Linked DNA regions of Mus musculus: region 1 is linked to region 2. The links are chromatin contacts, called in public promoter capture Hi-C maps. All regions are on one chromosome and are shown on one strand. Each heading gives the region's core, a stretch centred on a gene start, on an enhancer-like site or on the middle of the called end of the contact. The rest is flanking DNA. Distances are from core to core; before and after follow the strand shown.

Evidence for each region. Promoter capture Hi-C pulls out the DNA fragments that hold promoters and counts their contacts.
Region 1: a promoter capture Hi-C map of pre-B cells shows a contact between it and region 2. The contact joins the promoter of Cep44 here to the promoter of Aga in region 2. A contact is called at or near these places in 2 of 39 promoter capture datasets (liver and pre-B cells) and 3 of 484 Hi-C or Micro-C datasets (CD4 T cells, CD8 T cells and muscle stem cells).

The regions. Positions count from the first base shown.
Region 1 is chr8:56,549,233-56,556,484 of GRCm38.p6, forward strand. It overlaps Cep44 (centrosomal protein 44), which reads right to left and starts at 1,334. Exons shown (of 11, transcript NM_001009951.1): 1 at 1,313-1,334. Fbxo8 (F-box protein 8) reads left to right here and starts at 1,922. Exons shown (of 6, transcript NM_015791.4): 1 at 1,922-2,144.
Region 2 is chr8:53,506,129-53,512,984 of GRCm38.p6, forward strand. Aga (aspartylglucosaminidase) reads left to right here and starts at 5,574. Exons shown (of 9, transcript NM_001005847.2): 1 at 5,574-5,803. The coding sequence starts at 5,677.

The DNA of each region.
Region 1 (7,252 bases), core at 84-2,583, 3.0 Mb after region 2:
TTGCTGGTATCATAGAAGGCATTTATCTTTACATTATTTCTACTTCTGGTAATGAAATTTCGGACACTAAAGTATGCCCCAGGAACACATCCTCTTCATTACCAGCACAATAAACATTTTAAAGAAGAGTAAGATTCAAGTACAGCTTGTATCTGTAGGTGGAGGGAAAAGATATGACAGAAGAGAAAAACATAAAGGTATTTTTAAAAAAACAAGATCATAGAAGTATGTTTTCAAGAAAGGCTTTCCTAGTGTTTTTTAATTAGTAAATACTAAAATTATTACTATGAATTGAAGCTAATCAAGTACTGAAACATACTTTACACTTGACCATAATTAATCTGAGATAAAATTAAACTGTTACTTAAAAATTAGCATTTTCACTTTATATTACTTATCACAGGATATTAAATGAAGACCATATACAGATTCAATCATTAAGGTCTCACTGGTCTACCTAGCTTTCTGAAGAGTTAGGAACAAATCAAATCCACCAACCGAATTGCTGGAAGACATTGTGAGCACCGCACAAGATGGCTTTGGTGGGGAACGGAACCGATCTCAGGATCTTGGCATACCCAATGGCTCTACCACTGAGCTAGTCCCCCAGCTTTGCAGTTTAAGATACTTTGTTTCAAACCCAGCTCAATTTCGTAGCTGCTACAGGTCTTTAAAAACATGTCACAGGACTCCAAAATCATTTTGCCCAGGATAAAGTAACTAGCCTTTAATAATCACAGTGGATAGCTAGGATTTTGAAATTCCGCTTGACATATCTAAAAGACAAACTTTAAGATAAAGGGATACAAATCTGTAGAAACTAAACTTACAAAATCTCTCCGTAATAGATACTAGGAAAATGCTGTTGTAAGATCCGATGAGGGAACCGCTGTGTTCACGCATAAAACATTGTTAAAATGCTTGCAAATAATTCTGTAAAACAGTCTAGTGTAGCAGTAAGTCTAGAATACATATGTTAAAATTAGTTTTCTTTTCATACAGAGCAATCATAGGCCTCAAAGTAGATGGAGAATTCTTTTTTTTTTTTTTTTTTGGGGGGGGGGAGACACCATGAAGATGAAAACAAAGAGAACACGAAGGAAGGAGTACTTTTTCTATTCCGGACAGTCTTTTGAAGCTAGATGTATTTTTGACGGAAAGAAACTTAAAGGCATCTACAAAACAATTCAAAGAGGGCAGACTCCGATTCATTCTACTTGATGCCTTCCAAAACCATACCAGCTGGTACACAAGCAAGTCCCATCTCGAATTCCCTTTCTGCCTCTAAATTTAAAGGGATGAAAAGGTAGACCTGATCATTCGCCTACAACCCAGGAACCTCGGTGAGGACAGCAGAAGGGCCACCTTCGTCCAAGCCAGAGCACAGCAGGTCCACGAGCTCTGGCTCAGCCAGCAGCCCCTAAGCAAACTGAAAGGTTCCCAAGGCTACCGTACCAACACAGAAAGAAGAAGGGAGCACTAGAAACCCGAGAACGTGGCGGGAACCGGGTCTGCAGCCCCAGAGCCTTACGCCCGCGCCTCGGGTCGCCCCTCGTGCCGACGGTTTGTTTTTAGAACTCAGAGTTCGAGCCGAGAGTTCGAACAGCGGCTAAACATTCCGAGCCAGAGGCTGCCCCAAATGCTGGCATTCCTAGATGCAGATTCCACACTCCGTTCGCGCAGCTTCTTCAGGATACTCTACTGTCGTTAAAGTCTTATCAATTACATGTCTTTTATTGAATGTCACATTTCAAATTAGCATAATTTTGATGGCCAAAGCAGTTCAGAATGAGAAGCGGAAAAGTAAAGACTTTTTGGCGAATCTGAATGAGGAAAACGGAAATCTTTTTCCTTTAAGGAGCCGCTCCTCGACGTCACTTCCGGCAACAATAGGAAACGTCAAAACCTTGCAAGGTCCGCCACTCGGGCTTCTGCAGGCAGAGGTGCTGTGACTTCGCGGGAGTCTGGGGCGGCTTCTGGTTCCCTCGCAGCCATCGTGTTCTCCAGCGCGAACACGTGCGCTCTGGACAGGCCTCTCCATGGCTTGGGCACCAGTTCCCGGCTGAGCCATTTTCTTCTCGGCTGACAGCCCCCGCCCACAGGCCGAGTCGTCGCGGCGGCGGTGGAGATCCCAGGTCGCTCAGGTACTCGCGTCGGCACAGAGGCTTCCAATGCCTTGCTTCTTCCGCCCGCCCGGACGCTCTCACTTTTCTCCTCCGAAGTGAGGGGTAGGGATGCTTGCCACTTGATAGCCCTGGCCCAGCAAGCAACAGTTTAGGACCAATGGGTACTGTGAGACATTTTGAGTGACAGCAGCGGTGGCTTATTAAAATGGTGTATCAGAATCGAGAGGCGGGTGTGAGTCTCTTCTGTTTCTAGGCCATTGGTATAGAGGTCGATTTGGGACTCGCGGTAGCGACGTGGTGTCGTCCCTCTTGAAAGATGACAAACGGTGGAGGTTACTTTCTTCAGTTTCACGTATTGCTTTTGTGGTGGTTACAGCGTCGTTCGATGCCAAGGCACGCTTCATTTCTTACGGCGTCCCCTTAATACGAATTCAAACATATCCAGTTTAAGACCTCCGCTGATTGCTAGTTGCTACAGTCTCCAAACAGACTGTAAAATTGGTTCAACACTTTCCTTTTCGTTTTGTTTTTCTGTGGCTACGCTCCACTTTCCACATCGTATTACTCAGTACACATTGTCTAGACAAAAACCATAGAAGTTTGCAATTCTTACTCGATATATTTCTGGTTTATTTTTCGTTCTGTATTTACTAATTAATAATTGTGACTACTTAATTTATAAATGAGACATTTATTTGTAAAGACCCCCACCCCGCGCGCGCGCCATATTCTCTTCATTACCCTCAATACTGCAATTGAATACAAACTGTTGTTCATGTCAGTGTTTGCACTCCGTTTTTGTTTGTATTTTGAGACAAGGTCTCCTGTGTACTCCAGGCTGGCTCAGAATTCACTGTGTAGCCCCGACTGTCCCTAGCTAGCAATCCTTTTTCTTGGCCTTCCAAAGGCTTGGAAGTATGGTTTTGCAACAGGTCACTAAGTACTCTTCTCTTTGCTTTGGTTCTTTGGACTTTGGCACTTTCACTCCGACGAGAAGAGCTTCCGGCTACCTTTGTGAAAGGTTTTTGTTGTTGTTGTTGTTGTTTTTGTTTTTGTTTTGTTTTTACAATGTAGAGCAGGTCTCAGAATGAACAATAAATAAATTTATTATTTTCAGGTTAATTCAGAAACTTCTTGCTTATACAGTTTTTCTAAATTAACAATTACCTAAGTATCGTCATTAGTTTCATATTGCTGGTTTATGATTATCCCCAAATTTAATGCAGCTTAAAACAACAAACATGTACTATCTTGGTTTCTTTGAGTCAAGTATCAGGGCAACGTTCAACAGAGTAGTTCAGCTTGTTTCTTGAGGTCGTAGTTAGGCTGTGTTTGGGACTTGTGATACTATTGAGAGACTGCACTGAGATGGACTAAGGGTGCACTTCCAAGTGCATGCACATAGTTGCCAGCTGCCCTAGATTCTCCGCTAAGTGGGTTTTCTTCAGAAAACCCCCTTAGAGTATAGTATGGCTGTTGATTTCCCCTACAACAGACAAGCTGGGAGAAAGCATCCAACTGAGGGAAGATAACTATATTTTATAATCTAATCTTAGAAGTGATATCCTATCACTGCTATCATAGTGTGTTTGTTAAGAGTCTTTAACCCAACCCACATTAGAGAGGCAGAGGATAGATAACACAGGAGGCAAAATCGATGGAAGCCATTTTAGAGGCACCTGGAACAAATTCCGTGCCTGATAACTTTTAGCAGTTAAAAGTAATCACTACATAAGAATATCTTAGCCAAAGTATGTCCAAAAGAATTTAATTCTGACAAGGAAAAAAAAAAGCCTGATTTTGAAGTAACATGTGAATTATACTAGTATCAGCTCCTCCAGAAAAATAATTTAGAAATATTTTATATTAATTATCCTAAAGAATATTATTTAATATTGCCTGAAGGGTAGAGAATCTGAAAAGAGTGTTTGAGGTTATCTTTTACCCTTTTACATAGCTGAAATTGGGTCAAAATAAATGTATGGAAGATAGCTTTTGAGAAGGAAAGCAGTTAGGAAAAGGCTAGGGCTGGTTATAGATAAAATGCAGATCAGTGGAAAATTTCTGTTAAACCCATATGATCAAATAGGGGTGGGAAAAGTGTGCTTTGGAAATGTGCTTTGATTTTTTTAAAAAAGGATTTACATGGCAAGTGTGAGTGGTAGTGGGTTACAGAATAGGCTATACTCCATGTTGTTGTGTATATCAGTCCAAGGTGTACTCCTTAGAGACCTCTACTCAGCTGAAGCCAGAATATTTTACCTTGCTGCAAACCAGCAGCAGCAGCGAAACTTAGGATGAGACTTATAAAGCAAGGTTTATTAAAAATAAATTTAATACAGTTTTAGTAGGGACATTGATAAGGGAGAGAGAGGGAATTAATAAAACAAGGGTACACACCCCAAGTATGATCTTGGGCTTTTCAAGATAGAATTACATTAAAGTGTGTCAACAATAGCAATACATAAAATTTTGATGGCCTTGAAAGTTATAGTATTTAAAGGTTTTTAAAAAGTAAATAAACCTGTTTTAGATCTACTTGTTTTTATCTAGTCAGCATTCTGTTAGTCAATAAGATATGTTGGTTTATTGTATATTATATAAAGACCTAGGTTTAAAAAAGAACAATAACCTTTACTACCCATGCTTCACAAGAAAGTCAAGACTGTTTTGATTCTCATTGGTTCTTAGCAAGTACAGATTTGCAAGTCTCTTCCCTTTCTAAGCCCCTTGATTGTCCTGCACCACAAGCACCAGCTTCATTCTACACACTGGACTGCACGTCACCAGTACAGCTTTTGCCGACTAGCTTTAAAAGCTTAGTGGGAGCAAAAGATTCTCGCTTCATGTTTGTTATGGCACTATTTCGGCTATGCCTCAGTATAAAATTGTCCGTGCTTCTTCCCATGTTTGACAGGTACTGGAATCCTTATTTATTTGCAAAATGTTATCCAACTTTATTGGCACAAAACAGATATACAGTTCAAGTTTGAGCAATGAATTTAAGGTGCTTAGTTCTAGAATTATCCATTTACACGTTCTTCCAGAATAGAGTGCATATAGGATTGTTTAAACATTTAAATGAAGAAACCAGCTTTAAGAAGTAAACCACACTTAGCCTTTCTGCCCATACTTCTTAGTTATTTATAGATGTGGTGGGGGTGGAGAAACAAGTGAGAAGAACCTCGGATACTAAATAAACTCACCACTTTTACCATCTTTCCATGGTATTCAAGTTATGGTAATTTTCCTCTTTTGTTTTTACGCAATCATGGAATTGTCTTTCAAGTTTTCAATTGTGGTAAAGCAATGCACACAAAATAAAATTTATCAGTATATTCAGTTTAAAATGTACCGGTCAATGATATGCAATATATTTATAGTGGCTTGTGACTTATAGTGGCTAGTGACTATTTCCACTATCTACCTCCATAATTACTTACATTTATACAGCTAAAAGTGTATGTCCATCAACCACCCCTTCCTTATTCCCTTCACCAGGTCCTGACATCCTATCCTATGTCTACGATTTGTCTACACTAAATATTTCACATAAGCAGTATCATGTATATTGTCTTTATGTAGTGTTGAAATGTTAGCAATATTGAGTTTTCCGGTTCATGGGTAGGAATGTATTTCTATATTTCCCCTCTCACTTCCAGCAGCAGTGCTTGTACCTTTCACTGTACAAGTCCCACCTGACTGATTAAATTAATTCCTAAATATTGTATTCTTGCAGATGAAATTATCTTCTTAATTTCCTGTTCAGATTGTTCATTAGTATATAGAAATACAACCAATCTTTTCTGTTGACCTAGCCTACTGTCTTTTTCCTGAATTCATTTGTTAATTATACGGTGTTTTATTTTGTTTTTGACAGAAAAACACAGCTCTCACTTCAAAGAGGATAAAAGATAGTTATTCTGGAGCTAAACATGACTCCATATCTGAGAACATGGCTTCAGGTTATTCCAACTACTGTGTTCCAACCTTAACATTTTTTTGACGTTTTTATAACCACAGAACAAAAGAAAGTCTGGATCAAGGCCCTTTTCAAATACAGGATAGAAATATGAGGAAGGTGGGCTGTAATAATCCAGGAAAATCTCTGCCACAGGTTTCAGATGTTATCTGATACATGCTTAGCATTTTGGTTGGTGAAGTTTGTTGCTCTATTAAGTTAATACACCCCAAAAAGCTTCATGTGACAGTCATAAGGGTGTTAGGTCAGACACAGTGAGCAATGGATGGCTACTGGGGATTAAAAATAGTTCAAGATAATTTGATTCTGAATATCTACATTCCAGCTGTCCAAAAGCACAAAGTTCCAATCAGTCAGTATTGAAAGAGAATCTTTAACGTGTGTGTGGCTTTTGTGTGTGTGTGTATTTCAGTTCTGTTTTACTTTGGTTTTGCAGGATCTTTAGTGCTTTCTACATGTAAGGTTATATCTGCTAACTGAGATGGTTTTACTTTTTGTTCCCTACTTGGATGTCTTACATTTCTTTATTAATTGCAGGAAACAAACAAACAAAAAACATGTATAGCTGAAAGAGATTTGGGGTATCAAGCTCAGAACCCTTATTTTAACCAAATACCGTGAGAAAACTGAGACTTCAAGGTTTTAAGAGACTTGCCTGGTTCTCACAACTTGTTATGGAAGAAGCCTAGATAAAATCATGTTATTTCTGACTCTCTCCCTAGCTCAGATCACCCTCAGTGTTTTGTTTTAATACTTTAGGTGATGTGCGTTGAGAGGTAGGCAAGAATGTGCCATCGTCCTGGGTGCTGATACAGCCGTGCAGGGTAAATAGTAATTCTGTCAAAGGAGAACTGAGTTTTTGAAACTGGTATCTGTGAGCAATATGACACAGTAAATGTATGTACAAGTTAAAACAACATCATGTTTGGGTCAAAGCAAACTGAAGAAGTTGAATAAACCTAAACTTCTCAGACTTGTGGTTATGTTTGCATAACATGTTTTCATGTTCTTACATACATTTAAATGCTATTTTGCTAGCTAGCATTTATAGGAAGAAATTAGAGGTGGGGGTGAGGGTAGCGGCAACCTTTAGAAAACAAGGCAATATTGTAAATCTTTTTGGATTAAAGCGACCCACAAATGG
Region 2 (6,856 bases), core at 4,324-6,823:
CTCCCGACTCTCTTGCCCATACTTTGCCATTAGCAACAACACAAATACATTTCACATCAAACAAGTAGATTCCCTCTGCAGCTTTCAGCTTTTATGTTATAATTTAGATGTTTTTAAATGATAATGCGGAGAGAAGAGGGAGAAGTAGACGCTTGATTAGCGTCCCTCACTAGCAGCCTACTTGCTTTCAAAGAATCTTCATTCATGCTCCGCAGTTTGTTTTCTTACTTCCTGCCCTGTTTTCTTATGAGACTTTCCATAATAAATCTTCTAAAATCCCTCACCAATTTCCAGTCACCAATTCCATTCGAAAGCCTACCACAATGCTGGCAGGTGATTTTCACTGCTCCGAGAGAAGATCAAGACGATGGGGATATTAATTCCTTCATTTTCCTTTAATCTCTTCTTCTCAAAAATAACCATCTTATCTCCAAGGGAGAACTGCCATTTTCCTTTCAATCGCCCACTGAGCACCACAGTCATAACTCGGAAGTTGAAGGAGGTTTTCTTTTATTCTTAGGATCTAAATAAGATTGATTCGTAGTCCAAATTTACACCGGATGAAGTCCAAAGTCATTTTAAAAGTTTCTAGAAACTTCAGTGCATAAATTCTCATAGTTAACCTGTGAATCTAAGCTTCTGTTTCTAGTGTTCCTATAGTATCTATACTGACTCAAGAGTAAGGTGAAAGACCTATGAATTATTACTTTTGTTTTAAAAAAAGGAAGTAAAAGGAAAAAGCATGTATTGGGGGGATGGGGCTTTTATGTTTTGCTTTGTTTTGTTTTTCTGAAAAGGCCAAATGATATCTCTTTGGCTAGTTAGAATAAAATAATACTCTGGAAATACTTGTAATTACTTGACAAGAAAAGAGAAGTGTGGCCTTACCTGATTCCCTGGCTGGAATGTGGCTGTGTACCTGGATATCAGTTTATGCTTCTTCATATGACCAGAAAACAACAAGGTTCTGATATGTCAGAGCAGCTCTAACACCTATTACTTAAGGGGCATGGGGGCAGAGGGCAGGTAAAAACCTATTGCTCAAGGCCACCTTCAAATCACCTGGCATTTGCTACTGAAACATTAAAGCTGATTGAAGATTCCAGAAATTGGAAATTGTGAGTGGTCCTTCTAAAAAAGAATTATAGTGAGTCACATGTAAAATAATCTCACATTTAAATCACTATGAGTCACTGGGTAAGAACAAATTGTCTGCATAATTTGCATGTGCATTCATAGCTAAGATTATTTTCTCACTTGAATTGTGTTCAGCTAAAGAGTATAATCTAGTAAATAAGAATTTACTGCAAGACATGGCTACTTTGGAGGTCTACACTTATTGTTGAATTTCTTTTTTTTTTTTTAAAAGTCACATGTGATATTAAAATTTCAAAGTGATTTTTAACATGGTAGGAAGCTGAAAGGAAATCTGTTCTGCTGCCTTAGGCCTCTGCTAGAGAAATGGGTCACCTGTTTGAAAACATTCCAACATCATAAACAACTGCTATAAAAAAACAGGATCTACTATGTAAAGTGATTTACAATAGCCTTGTCATAGCAACTTTATCATACCAATGGTCTATTTTTAAGATTACAAATTGAAAATATGTTGCACAAAACAGTTTAATGGAGAAAATCAGGTAAATATCAATGTGATGTTGCACTATCTCAGTCTTTATACATCATTAAGATGATTTTAAAGGTTAAAAAGTCAAAAGGAAGTGACTAATTTGAATATGCTACTGATTTGACAAATCGGGATTGGGGGCAGGTGTGACATAACCCAGAAACATTAACTCAGAAAGGAAGAAAACTCCAGAGAATAATAAGATGACATTTCTGGATAATGACTCTAATTACATCCAGAATGTACAATCAGGTATCATTAGGTATTCCTGGATTATCAAAAAAAAAGAATGGATTTAAATTAGAAACACAGTTACCACTATGCTTTGACACCAGCAAAAACCATTACTTACAGCTTCTGAAACTGACAAGAGCAAATGCCAATCAAATAAATAGCCTGTATTTAGATAACCCAGGTAATAGTTCAGTGGGGATTTTTGGAAAAGAAATTATTATTTCAATGCCAAGTCACGCTTACAGCTTTGAACAAGTAGCAAAACATGGGCATGTTTCTAAAATGGATTTCCCAGCATCCGCTCAAAAGCCGGAGGGGATGGCTTAGTGTTTTAAGCTTCAGATTTGAAATACCTAGACTCCCTGCAAACTACAATGTTAAATCCTCTGTAGAACCACAGCTTCAAATGCTATCAGGAAAGACTCAACTCTCCAGCCTTTAGAGACTGATAAATTGAAAGCCATGAAGTTCAGAGGAAAAGGAGGGGAGTTTGCAGCTGCCCACAATTACCACCCTCAACCTTGAACACACACACACACACACACACACACACACACACACACACACAAACACATATGTGCTCATGTACACTCACACACTTATACACATATGTGCACGCACACACACACACACACACACATGTTCACAATGCACACATGTACACACACAGGTACACAGGGACAGAGTGAAACAGACAGAGAGAAGGGGGAGAAGGAGAGAGGAGATAGAGTCAGAGACAGAGACAGCAATATTTGCAGCAGCTTTTAAAAGAATTAATAGTTATACAGAAGCAAGATTCCTCTAGAGATTTTATTCTTGGAATGACATCAGCATGCTTCTCTTCTGAATCCAGAAATCTTGCAGCTCTGGTGTTCACCAGCTTCATAAACATTAATAATAACTTTCAGAGAACTCAAAGTGAACAGAAACTATTTCCAAATCAAAATTTAGTGCAAACTCTGTCACTTTAAAAAGCATTCTAGGTATCCAGCCAGCTCACGGCAATGTCTGCATTCTATACCGACTGTTCTCTCCAGACACTTATCAATAGATATTTGGTAAATGCTAATTATTATATGAATGTTCTTCTAACTCTTACCTCATTCATTAAAACAAGAAAGAGTATTATCTCTATTTAATAGATGAGAAACGTCTGTCTCTGTAAGATTAAATAATCTAGCTAGAGCTGTGATGTGTTATCCAAAGTTTTAACATTTTGGCCTTGATGCCTGAGATATTGTTATAAGAATGTTTTCCCTAGTAACACAGACATTTTGAAAAATAGAACTAAGTGGTGCGTTTTAAGCTTGAATAAAAATTATCATATAGCTTTTATATCTTTTAAAATCAATAGCAATGTATAGCTGTTACATACAATTAATTATTGAAATAAGAAATGAGGTAGATACTAAGAAAACGGCAGGCCATGTTTTACAAGTTTACCATGTATTGTTAACAGATGTCCATTTTAATTTAGAAGTACATCAAAATCAAGCAAAAGGCTGCAGTTACATTAAGAAGCAATGAAAGATCAGTATTCACCAAGTAGCTAAAAAGAATTAATAGTCATACAGAAGCAATCCAACTATCCAAAGTTATCTAACGTCCATAGGATGTAGGTTGTAGCTGTAGCAATTTTTCTAAGCATATACAAAATGAGTTTACTGAGTACCATAGTGGCTGAGTACCACAACAGCCACCAAAGATGGTGTATATTTTGAGACTGCACATTATTTTCAGTACAAATGCCCATAGAAAGTAGGCACATTGAGACTTTCAAATATTCCTATTACAATATATTTTATCTATTTTATCTTTCTTACGTTTTCTCTCTCTCTCTCTCTCTTTCTCTCTGTGCATGTGTGTGTGTTTGTGGTATGAGTGTGTGTGAGAGAGGGAGGGACAGAAACAGACAGACAGACAAAGACACACCCAGAGACACAAGCACAAAGAAAGATAGAGAATACTGGCTAAGTTACATTCCCTAATGGATACAATTACAAGGTTTTAGGATTTAGAAAATCTTGCCATTTAAATCACATTTCCTTCAAGCTAAGAGATTTGTAAGGCCTACTGTTTATACTTGGAGATGAGACAGGGATGCTAATATTATACAGTCCGAGACAGAAGCACCCAGTCTTCTTGAAGTAAACACTGATCATGTGTTGTTTCTAACATCCTTGTTTGAGCTGTCCTTAGGAATATACATAATCTCTGCAGACTAAAAGCTTTATCAGTTTTGTTGAAGTTTCATGATTCTCAGGCAGGAAAGGAAAATTAGATCCCAAGAGGGAGGGTCCCCATCCCCCCAATTTTCTTCCCTTAAATTTGCCTGCCTTGCTATCCTACCTCTGTGTGAGTCTAGGTTCTTTCAGCTGGAGAAATTATATTGCCCAAAACGAGCTTCAGGAACCATGACTAGTTTACCATGTATTATATTTTATAATTCTTGAAGGCATGTCTCGGTTCTTTGAACTTATAAATAACAACTCAGGTGCTATGGAAAATTAATTCCGAAGACAATAAGTGTTTTCCTTGCTTTCTTATTCCGTTTCATCCATCTTTCTCATCTCACCTAGCAAGAGCTTTATGCTCATTAGCACAGCACAAATAGTTTGGTCCTCCTCCAAAACCCCATAGAAGGATCATGTGTCGTTTCTTTTTAATTACACCTAACTTTTTAATAGCACTTGCCTGCCTGGGGATGATTCTAGGATATCTTATGCTGTTTAAATTGCAGATTCAGTTTCCGTGCAATGAGAACCTTGAAGACTCTCTAAGCCTCACAACTCTCACCTAGTTCATATTTTACCAGTCTGGATAGATTTATAGATGCTCTTTAAAATTATGCCTTCCTTGAGCTACATGGACAAGCATCCCAGAGTCCCAGTGGGATTACTGGTCCATGCTCACACATCTGCACAGCAACTGAATTATCAAAATGAGCAGCCGGTACCATGCATGTAAAGCTCCCATTTCTCCTTTTATTCAAACATTTATTTAGTACTTAATGGTGCCAGGCACAAAGATAAAATAAAATACCTTCAGAAAAGACTGGAATTAGACTTCTTGGCTGGAGGCAAGGAATCTGCACTTCAGTGGGCAATGTACAGGGTACGTTTCTGTTTGCCCAGCATGTCCTTTCCCTGCAGCTCAGGGATTTGTAACTAAAGGACGTCCTACAAAAACCTGTGGTGAAGAAAGGATGTAAAAGTCTGTGTCGAAAATGCCTCAAACAGCTAGGTCCTAAGCAAGAGCACTTCTCCTATACTCTATAGTCATTTTAAAAATTTAATGAAAGTCCAGGGTAGATTATAGATCGGGCTGGCTGTCTACCTTGAATTTGCAGTTAAGATGGCAAATGCATAAAACTCATATAATATCTTATCAGTTATCTGAGTTTTCAAGCATCGTGCGACTAGGGTAACATATTTTCATATTCATTTTCAATAAGGTCAATCTCCCTTTAAAAAATGGGCTAAGCACTAAAAGTACTAGTATTATATGTATGTATCTTTTCACAAAGAACTAAAAAGAGGTCGACAGACCAGACCACTAAAGAAACAGTATCAGATTTGTAAAAAGAAAAAAGAAAAAAAGGAAAAAAAGAAAAAAAGAAAGAAAAAAAAAAAAAAACCTTCACTGGGCCAATAGAAGGCCTCGTTGTCTCGCGAGAGTTGAGGAAGTTGGGGATGAGACTAAAGGGAATCACGAGTCTGCCTGAGTCTGAGCTGGTGGAGACCTTTCTCGCGCTGGCCGGCTGGGCGCGCGGCCGGCGGGGACTTTTTTCACGCTGCTCGGCGGGTCACTCAGCTATGGAGCGGAAGTCGAATCTGTCTCTGCTTCTCCTACTGCTGGTCCTGGGCATGCCCCTGGTGCGGGGCTCCAGCCCTCTGCCCCTGGTCGTCAACACTTGGCCTTTTAAGAATGCCACTGAAGCAGGTGGGGAGCGGCAGCCCGGGGCGGGTGGCTGCACTGTGTGAGCTCCTCTGCAGGAAGCTGCACTCAGTCCCTAAGGTTGCAGGAGGGAACCCGCTGCAGAAGGCCGAGCCTCCTCTCCTTCCTGCATCTCTGACTTTACACCAGACCCTCTCCATCTTCCCTGCCCCTGCTGCATTTTAGGATCTGGTGTATTGTTCTGCTTCCTGCACCACCTTGTCTGACCTCTAACATTGGGCCTCTTAGCTATACTTGTACAGGGTCACCTGCCTCACTTTTTGTGGCAGTCTTTTGCCACAAAGTTTTTCCTCCACTCTACACTTCTTGTGATAGCCTCCTTCCTGTTTCTCCATTATCTTCTGGATTCCAGTTTAGGAAACAATTGATAATTTCCTACGGATGCATATGTATTTGATCAATGTTTGTGACGCTGCCCTTATCACTTATACATTCAAATTATCTTCAGTGTTTCTTGGGATTGTACCTTATTGCCCCCAACCTTGACACCCTTGAGACTGCTATCACATTAAATGTTCGTGGACACTGTTGGATCCAGAATCCAGTGCAGAAAAAATCTGTATGTTATCGGGGATGTGTGGGAAGCAGAGTTAGTGAGAAATCAGACCAAGAAAGAGACCTCCTAACAATAACCAAACAAAGAAATTCCACCTTTATATGCATGGTATGATTCTGTGAAAGTTACTAGTATTGAAGTTGGGGAGGGGAGACTTCTTAAAACCAACATCCATGGAATTATAAGTAAAACGTCTTTCCTTTCAATACCTACCCACTCGATACTCAAAGAACACCACAAAACACAAACAAGAAACGTGGACACCTTAGAGAAATGCCTTTTTGAAACTGGGCAACTTCTGAAATATACTGTGTGGCCTTGAATGAATTACTTCATCCATGTCTGTGCTTTTCTTCTGAAAATGAGAATTATAATTATAAAATATTATCTCAGAAGCTGCATGAAGGTGAGATTAATTCACCCACATGAAGTCATTTGCCACTGTAATACTCTGCTGAGGCTTGCTGGGATACTTGTTCTCA